Regions from separate parts of the Sus scrofa genome. Here regions 2 and 3 are each linked to region 1. Evidence: chromatin contacts called from public Hi-C and HiChIP or PLAC-seq data. All regions are on one chromosome and are shown on one strand. Each heading gives the region's core, a stretch centred on a gene start, on an enhancer-like site or on the middle of the called end of the contact. The rest is flanking DNA. Distances are from core to core; before and after follow the strand shown. Region 1 holds the start of CDKN2AIP (CDKN2A-interacting protein). Region 2 holds the start of PRIMPOL (DNA-directed primase/polymerase protein). Region 3 holds the start of IRF2 (interferon regulatory factor 2).

The links. A called contact is a pair of places that touch in the nucleus more often than the background predicts. HiChIP or PLAC-seq counts read pairs in DNA pulled down with a chosen protein or histone mark.
Region 2: a contact with region 1 is called in an H3K27ac HiChIP or PLAC-seq map of alveolar macrophages. The contact joins the promoter of PRIMPOL here to the promoter of CDKN2AIP in region 1. A contact is called at or near these places in 2 of 2 datasets of contacts at active chromatin or transcription factors (alveolar macrophages and skeletal muscle).
Region 3: a Hi-C map of psoas muscle shows a contact between it and region 1, with 4 times the contacts expected there. The contact joins the promoter of IRF2 here to the promoter of CDKN2AIP in region 1. A contact is called at or near these places in 2 of 47 Hi-C or Micro-C datasets (epiblast stem cells and psoas muscle) and 1 of 2 datasets of contacts at active chromatin or transcription factors (alveolar macrophages).

The regions. Positions count from the first base shown.
Region 1 is chr15:44,884,141-44,887,176 of Sscrofa11.1, forward strand. It overlaps CDKN2AIP (CDKN2A-interacting protein), which reads left to right and starts at 1,463. Exons shown (of 3, transcript XM_021074832.1): 1 at 1,463-2,927. The coding sequence starts at 2,656.
Region 2 is chr15:45,762,676-45,765,711 of Sscrofa11.1, forward strand. It overlaps PRIMPOL (DNA-directed primase/polymerase protein), which reads left to right and starts at 1,586. Exons shown (of 15, transcript XM_021076332.1): 1 at 1,586-1,716; 2 at 2,588-2,647.
Region 3 is chr15:45,691,748-45,694,783 of Sscrofa11.1, forward strand. It overlaps IRF2 (interferon regulatory factor 2), which reads right to left and starts at 1,494. Exons shown (of 12, transcript XM_021075622.1): 1 at 1,401-1,494.

The DNA of each region.
Region 1 (3,036 bases), core at 213-2,712:
CAACCCAAGCCATAGCAGTGACAGCACCAAATCCTTAACCTGCTATGCCACAAGGGAACTACTTCATTTTTGTTTTTTAAGGAATCTCCATACTGTTATCCATAGTGACTGCACCAGCTTACATTCCCACCAACAGCGTGGCAGGGTTCCTTTTTCTCCATACCCTCGCCAGCATTACTATTTGTAGATTTTTGGATAATGGCCATTCTGACCAGTGTGAGCTGATACCTGATTGTAGTTTTGATTTGCACTTCTCTCATTTCTCCTCTAAAGGCAACCCAAGCTGGCTCAGGGCACTAATGGGCTGTCTACTTCTAATGGTCCAGAGAGAGTCAACACTTCCCTACTCCTAATCGAAGCCACACCGCCCCACATTGATTTTCGAAAGTTCCCTTCTTTTTCTCTGAATCCTTACTCCCTCCAGTTCATTAAGTCTTTGTATGGTGAGAGGGCTTAAAAAAATTTTTTAGTCCAATATATAGTACTCTTCTTAACTTTGTGGTCCATGGTCTATGCCTTGAATCTTCATGTGCAAATTCAAACTTTTAAGGAAAAACAAAAACAAACAAAAAAACCAAAACATGTATCTTTTTGTCAAGTACCTGGCTTTTGCAAACGAGAAATAACTCCAGCTTTCTGACCATATTGCTTTTATTATAACTTTAACAATGGATTTTGAAATCCAGGCTCTATTTGCTCTCCCTGCAAGGCAATGAAGCCCCTGGGTGGAAGGCTACAAGACGAAAAGAAAAAAGTGAGAAAATTCTTGGTTTAAAATGTGCAAATATCATCCAGGTATGTAAGCACAGATTCTTTTACTTGCTCTTTCCCCCATGCCAAAGAATACATGAAAGGAAAACACCATGAAATTTCTCTAGTCTTTTAAATTGCCAGATTCCCACATATTTTCACCCCTCTAAAGCTTTAGGGAAATAGGAAAGAAGAGCAAAACTAGAAGCAAAATCCCAAGCTTCAACAGTTCTCTGTGCCTATGCCTTTTATGTCATTTCATTTGGCATGGCAGGAAAAGTGGGCACTATTGATTTCATTTACTAGCTGAATTTTGCTTATTCCAGTATGCATATAAATTACATGGCTTTTTCTTTCTTTTTGCTTGTTTGATTATTGTTTTTTGTTTGTTTGGTTGGTTTTTGTTTTTGTCTTTTTAGGGCGGCACCCAGGGCATATGTAAATTCCCAAGCTAGAGGTCTAATCAGAGCTACGGCTGCCAGCCACAGCCACGCCAGATCTGAGCCGTGTCTGCGACCTACACCAGTTCATGACAACTCCGAAAACTTAACCCACTCAGGGAGACCAGGGAGGGAACCCGCAACCTCATGGTTCCCAGTCGGATTCGTTAACCACTGAGCCATGACGGTAACTCCTATTCTAATTATTTTAAATTCAAAATCAACAAATATTTAGTGAAAGCAAATTTTATTATTTCGTAATTTATCATTATGTTATCACTTATCTTTTTATTAAATTTTATTAACCATAAAATACCCAAATGCCTAATATTATTGGAAATAATATTGGAAACAACAGGCAAGCCGGCAGTAATGATTTAAGTGTGGACACTCAAATATTTAAAAAATGCAAAAAAAAAAAAAAAAGAAAAAAGAAAGCTTTAAGAGGGGAAGATTTGAGGCGAAGAGACAAACGCACTTTCCCAAGTCGCCTCCTGACCATCGACCAGCGGGGCTACTGTTTGTTAATCTAAGGAGACACGACAGAGACTGCAGGTCCTTGGCGCAGCGTTTAAGTTACTGACTAAAACCCACCAGAGGGGAAGACGTACTGCCCGTGCTGAACTGCGTAAACCAAACCCAAGTCTGTAGGGCCAGGACTAGTTTTCAAAGACTGGGCTCCACAAGGCAACCCCGAACAGGATTAAATATTACCTTATTACCTTTATTATTAGTACAATTTAAGTTAATATGCGCCCGCACATTCCTGAATGCCCCGCGACCCGGACTGCCTCGGAAGGCCTCGCTTGTCTACACTTGTCTACAGAGCTGGAAGCCGTTTTCTGCATAATGGAAATTTGGAGCGAGTTTTGTTTACTCTGGCCCGCTCAAAATCGGCGTCTTACTGCCGAGACGCCCAGACCTCGCGTCCGGGCGGCGGCTAAAGTCCGGGAGGACGCGCCCCGCACGCGATAACTCGGCCCTCCCGGCGCGGGAGGGAGGCGGCCAGAGGGCGCGGCGTCACAAAGCCGACCGGAAACGAGGAGTCTTGGAGTCCAGACCGAGGGGGTCCCGGGCGACTCCACTGGCCGCGCGCCCTAGCGGGGCGGGAGGCGCACGCCCACCTCCCCTCGCCCCGCCTCCACTCCCCTCCCCTCCCCTGCGGCCGGGGCTGCAGCGCCGCGGCTGCTCGCGCGCCGCAAAGCGTCCTGGGAGAGCCGGATCACGCCGGAAGGACGCTTGGGCGCTCGGCGGCGGCGAGGTTATAAAAGGGAAGGAGCCGGCGGCGGGCGGAAGTGGGCGGTTCAGCTGCTCTCGGCTCTGTTGTTTGGTGTTTGGGCCTTCCGAGGGGCGTTCTCTGGATAGCCGCCGGTGCAGGCCTCAGTGACAGGGCCGCTCGCCCGCGCTCCCCGCCACCTTCTCGGTGCAGCATCCGCTCCTGGCCTCCGCGACCCTCAGGCCCAACATGGCGCAGGAGGTGTCGGAGTACCTGAGCCAGAACCCGCGGGTAGCCGCCTGGGTGGAGGCGCTGCGTTGCGACGGCGAGACCGACAAACACTGGCGCCACCGCCGGGAGTTCCTGCTCCGCAACGCCGGGGACCTGGCCCCCGCCGGCGGCGCTGCCTCCGCTCGTCCGGAGGAGGCCGCCGATGCGGAGAGCGGGACCCGAAATCGGCAGCTGCAGCAGCTTATCTCCTTTTCCATGGCTTGGGCCAACCACGTCTTCCTCGGGTGCCGGTGAGTGAGCAGGCTTCCCTGAGCAGCTCTCTTGGATTTGGCTTCTGCCCCGGCCTGGGGCCCGGAGCCCTAGGCGTGGAGGGGAAGCGGTGAAGCGCGGGAAGCTGCG
Region 2 (3,036 bases), core at 336-2,835, 880 kb after region 1:
TCTTGGCTTAGGGGCCACTTACTGAGAACTGGGAAAGAGGTAGCTGCTTTGGGAAATAAGGCTAGAGAGCAAACTCATTTTAAACAAGAATGACAAAGGCACTCTTAATTCAACATGGGCTGAGGGGATTTCAAAGCAGTTCCTCAGGGATTTGAGCTATGGATACATAGCCACAGGCACGAGCTGGAAGGATTCATATAGGCTTTCAGGTCTGAACATGATCAGGAGTTTGATACTTGAAATTACCTCTTCAGAGCGCGGAGTCAAAAGTCAACCCGAGAAAATCTAGGCCTGAGACGAAGGCAAGAGAGACCAAACCCTCACCCAGTAATGGGAGGATCAGCCCCAAGGGCCAGAGCTTGACCAGCTCGCCTCCTGCCCTCAGGTCATCTTTTCTCCGAGCCCATCCTCTTCAACTTCTTTCCGATTCAAATTTCAGTCTCAGATCCCCGCTGCCTCCCGCAACCCGGGTCCGAGTTCCTACCACCCGGCCTCAGCGCCCCCGCCTGGCCTCCCGCACTTCTCCCCGGATTCAGCGACCGGGTCAAGCCTCCCGCTATCAAGCTTCGGCGTGCTGACCCAGTTCTACCGACTTCCTCTTTTTCCACCAGGCTTCTGGATCTTCGTTCATCCACCAATCCCCTGGGCTCGTTGACTCCGACTGGGTCTCCGCTCCCCAGCCTCCCGTTGCCGGTTCCACATCCCGGTGTGGTCTCCCGCCACCCGTGCGGCCCAGCCTATCTTCAGTCCAGCCTCCCATCCCCAAAGCTCGGCATTCGCAGCCGGGTCTCCGCTCCCCGGCCTGGGCTCCCATCTCCGGGCTGGGTCTCTGGATCTGCGGGATTCAGCTCGTCCCCGCCCCCGTCGTCGTGGCAAAACAAAGGACCTACCGCCCGAACCCTGCCCGTCTCCCTGGAGAAGCTGCAGGCTCGCGCAGGTCCCCGGGGCGGGCGTTAGGTTTGGAGGGGTGGAGGGATCCGGCCCAGGGCCACCGCACAGAGGAAAGAATCTTGGAAGGCATCACTCACCGTCCAGCACGCACACCACAGTCACCTTCTCTCTCCCCGCCAACTCTGCTTCCGCCGCCGCAAAACTTGGAGTTGAGCTCCGCAGCAGACCCCGCCTCCAATGGCTCCGCCCCTCCGCTCCGCAAGCTCCACTCAAAGCCGACACGTTAGTCAGGCCCCAGCTCGCCCCGCCTCCCACCCCCTCAACCCCCGAGAACCCGCTCCCCCGGAGAACATCGTCCCTTCGGAAAACAGCTCCCGGATTCCCGGCTCTCCGCGTTAGCCTTTCCCCGCCTCCAGGAATGCAGCTCCCTTAAAGTCCTTGCCAGGTCGGAGAATTTCGTCCTCTCACAGGCCCCGCCCCGCACGAGAGCACCGCCCTCTCAAGGCCACGCCCCACACGAGAATACCGCCCCTTCGCAGGCTCTTCCGGCGAGAGAACGTTGCTCGGCGGGGAACACTAACCCTTCACCGTCTGGCGAACTCCTGCCTTCTCAGCTGTCCGCGCCCGCCTTTCCCGGCCGCCGAGAACGCTGCTGACAAGTCCCCGCCCCGCCCAAGAACACCGTCCCGTCGCGCTCCCTGCTCCCCGCCTCGGTCCCGCCCCCGCTCCAGGTTTGAAGATTCGGTCCCGCCACAGTCCGCTGGTCGCAGGTTCCGCCAGCCGCTGAGGACCCGCGGGTTTCCGCCCCAGCGTAGGTTTCTGGAGGTAACGGAGGGGCCCTGAAGGCCGCACAGGACCCCAGAGGCAAAGAGAAGGGAGCCCCGGGCGGGCGCTCCTGGAGGAAGGGAAGCCGGCCGCAGCCTTAGGTCACCCCCATCCCTGTACCTAAATCAAGAGCTCTAATCGCCCTCCGTTTGAACCCCCAGCCTATTTGGGGTCACGAACTCTTTTCAGACCCGGTATCATTTTCGCACAAGGATATACCAATGCAATTGAGCAGGCTATTCTTCGCCAATTTCAAGGGGTTCATGACATCCTGACGAGTCCGGGCCCCGGTGAAGGACTAGTCCACTCCCCACACTTTGTTCATTTGGATATCAATCAGGGGCGATGTTTTGTGCACAAATACACTTCGTTCTGTGTACGGCTTGTGTTCGTGGAGTGCTCATCTGTGCTCTTACCTTTTCTTACTCTTTCAACAAGCCCTGGAGGTAGGAATTACAATTCCCACCTGGGCTTTAAAAGGCTAATTAGTTTGCTCTAATTCAGTTACACGAGTTAAAACTCACCTCCCAAGAATGAAACCTAGGCCTTTATCCCTCCCATATTGAGAGAGGACCGTGTTTGACCTTTTTCTGCTGCAGTAAAATAGGAAGAGTAGGACACATTCCCAATCTCAACAGTGATTAGCATGCAGTTATTCATAAGGAAGGCAGTACTGTACCATTTTTTTTAGCTAGTGCTGTTATGTAATAGTGAAGCCCAGACCCCTTTCTTACTAAAATGAAACTTCTGTTGCAGCAGCAGCAGCAGTTTTCTGTTGTTATGTAAATTACACTTAAGAGAAACTTTAATTATAGCAAAACAGTTGGCTGAAGGCAATGTCTTCTGACTTAGTCTGATGATTTCTTTTTAGCAGAGGTGTCAGAGGTGGCAGAACTTGAACTGAGCCTCGAAGGGGAAGACTTTGGCAAAGGTGAGTGGGGTGTTGCAGATGAGGGAGGGAAACCATACTTTAGGGCTCTTGGAGTGAGCCAGGTGCAGGCAATGGTCATTATTCATTTGGTGAGAAGGCTGAACAACAAGAAATCAAATAGGTAGCTGGTTTACGGCCAGATCCTGGAGATTTTGGACTTGCTGAGGTAAACTCTACTGTGCATTAATTATGTGATGCTCTGCATCATTAAGGCATGTCCTTGAGGAAATGTTAAGAAAATAGTCTTAAGCGTGTTTAATCTGGCCGAGTTAGGCTCTTTGGATGGGATATCTTGTGGGGATGGTAAAAAGGTGGAACTGGAAAACACAGTGTATCACTAGATGTTTTCTTCCCTTCGGGAGATTTTTGGGAAATATGGGTAGTTTCAA
Region 3 (3,036 bases), core at 244-2,743, 810 kb after region 1:
AATACACTTGTATACATATGTATACAATATACATGTGTATAAACACACACCTCTGACAGGCTATGCTTCTCTGGAGAACTCTGATACATGGGGTAGGAGTGTTCCAGGCAGAAGGGACATAAAAGCAAAGGTACCATGTGCTGGACACCATGACAGGCATCACGCAGACAACTGTGAACAACACAGATGTGGCTCTTACCTTCCTCAATCTTAGCGACAAGATAGAGATACTGCAAACTGACCCGTATGTCTCCTCCAGATTTTCAGACTCTTCCCAGATTCACTGGCCTTACTCTTCAGCCTTGACCCCATGGTCACTAATTTCAACTTTTCTTTTAACTGACATTCCTAGTTCCCCTGGCCTTTCATTACATTTGCCAAATTACCACCATTACTAATATACTTTGGAGTGTTATGGAGTTTAAGAACTATATTCACAACAATGAATATAGTTTAAAATAATAATTTTAATTGTCTTCACAAAAACTGTCATGTGGGGAGGAAAGGTTATTTCACAGATGAGAAAACAGGGATTCAGAGGTAAACTAACCTGTATGAAATTACAGAGTTAATAAATAGCAAAGCTGGGTCTCAACCAACCATCCATCTTTCTTCTCAACAAGAACACATTTCTTGAACAAGCGACTTGTGGTCAACTGTAATTGTTCACCTCCCACCTTCATTCACTCCTCAACTTGCCATTTCCCTCTGACAGTCCCTCACTCCTGTACTGGTAAGTTTCTACTTTCACTGGGGGAGGGGGGGGAGGGACTGCGGTTTCCCATGTATTACATTTATTTAAGTGTGTCATACTACATTTATAATTACATATATTAAGGGTGTCAGTCAAGCAGTGCGTTTTATTTGCCCTTAAATACAGGTATTCGTCCAAGGTTGTCTTCAGCGCACATTAACAATTATGAGCTGAAAGATCATAAAAATAGAGATCCCAGGCCCAATTGAAACCAAGTGCAAAACGCTAACTAGCTTGCAAGAAGCGCGCCCGGATTTCCAGGTTAAAACATCTGCCTTGCAGACTCCTAAAACAATATTCCAACTCCCCGAGAAATGCCTGCGAAGATATAAAGAGAAAAAAAAAAAAATCCGCTACTCCAACAAAATCCAGAACTGTCAGCCTCTTTTACGCGCAGGGAGGGATGGGGGACACCTCCCAAGACGAGCTTACTGCAACCAGACAAGCGCAAGCCGCGACCACCTGTGTAAGGCCTGCATGAAAGACCCCTCTTCCCGGTCAGAAAAGCCAAGCCCGTGCACTCCAGAAATCGAGGCAGCTGCACACCAGAAATCTCTGCAGCAGACTTGCTGCTTTTTTGTGACAGAAAAAGAAAAAAATAAGTGACTCCAAACCGCTTCCCAAGCAGCCAACAAACCCCTCCCACCTTTAACTTTTCTTGGACTCGCAGAGCCACTGTTATTCCGGAAACGCCCCGGCAGGAAGTAGAGCCGTGAATGCGGCAGCACGAAGCATCCTGGGAGTTGTGGTCCACGCTCAGAATGCGCAGGCGCAGAGGTGGCCGCCCAAGAGCAGAGCCCGACGGGAATGGTAGTTTCTCCTGCGTTAACCTAGCGTAAGGGTGTCCAAAGGTCAGACAGATGCAATTTCGCGAGTTCTCATTTCAGACAGCAGGGGTGCCCTCACTGAGGGCCTGTAGGTCTGGGAGACTTGGTTTGGGAAATGTGCCTGTCGTCTGACGTTCGACAGTAGATCTGAGATGGATTGAGATAGCCCTCAAGTGGACTGAGTGGAGCGAAGCACAAGCCGTAAGATCTGCAAACTGGACTGTGGACTGTGCGGGAACACTGTAGAATTAAGGAGAGAAGCCGTCTCAAAGACTCAGAGAAAGAACGGACTTCAGTGTTATTTACCTCATGAATCAGAAGAACATTTTGGAGAAGGATACCGAAAAAAATTACATATATGACATGCAGGCCAATGAAAGTATGGCACAGTCTGAAAGAATATGCAGCAAAATATTAAGGTTCATTTTTTTTTTAATAAGGGATTTTTTTTTTTTTTTACACTTTTATGTATTTTCTGAATTGTCTACAAGGGCTAAGTATTCCTTTTTGGTATAAAATACTGCAAATATGAAGTAAAATATATAGAGTAATTTTTTTTTTGTCTTTTCTAGGGCCACTCCCGCAGCATATGGAGGTTCCCAGGCTAGGGGTCTAATTGGAGCTGTAACCGCCGGCCTACACCACAGCCACAGCAACGCGGGATCCAAGCCACGCCTGCGACCTACACCACAGCTCAGGGCAGCGCTGGATCATTAACCCACTGAGCAAGGCCAGGGATTAAACCTGCAACCTCATGGTTCTTGGTGAGATTCGTTAACCACTGCGCCACGACGGGAACTCCATATAGAGTAATTTTTAAAGGCCCTGGAATCTACCACAAAGCTTTGTCTTATTTACTTCCTCCCTCCCTCCCTCTATTCCTTCCCTTCTTTTCTCCTATGCTCCCTCTTTCTTTCCTTCTTTCTAAAAAAAAAAAAAAAATTACTAAGAAAAAAACAATAGAGAGATGTCCCTTATTTAGTCCTTTCTCTGCTGTGTGGAAATACACACACACTCTGAAGGGTTTTTATTTTATTTTATTTTATTTATGTATGTATGTATTTTTTTGTCTTTTGTCTTCTTGAGGCCGCATCCCCGCATATGGAGGTTCCCAGGCTAGGGGTCGAATCAGAGCTGTAGCCCATGGCCTACACCACTGCCACAGCAGCTGGGGATCTGAGCCGGGTCTGCGACCTGTGTCACAGCTCACAGCAACACAGGATCTTTAACCCAATGAGAGGGGCCAGGGATCAAACCCATGTCCTCATGGATGCTAGTCCAGTTCGTTAACCACCAGGGGAACTCCTGAAGAGTTTTCAGTATATTTCTGTTTGTGTATCCACACACACGTGTATGTATTGTAGGTTTTTCAGATCGGTGGTGTCATACATACTGTGTGAGTCATTATGTAATTTGCTTTTCTCATTGCTCTGCATCCTGTGTTTTTTAGATTTA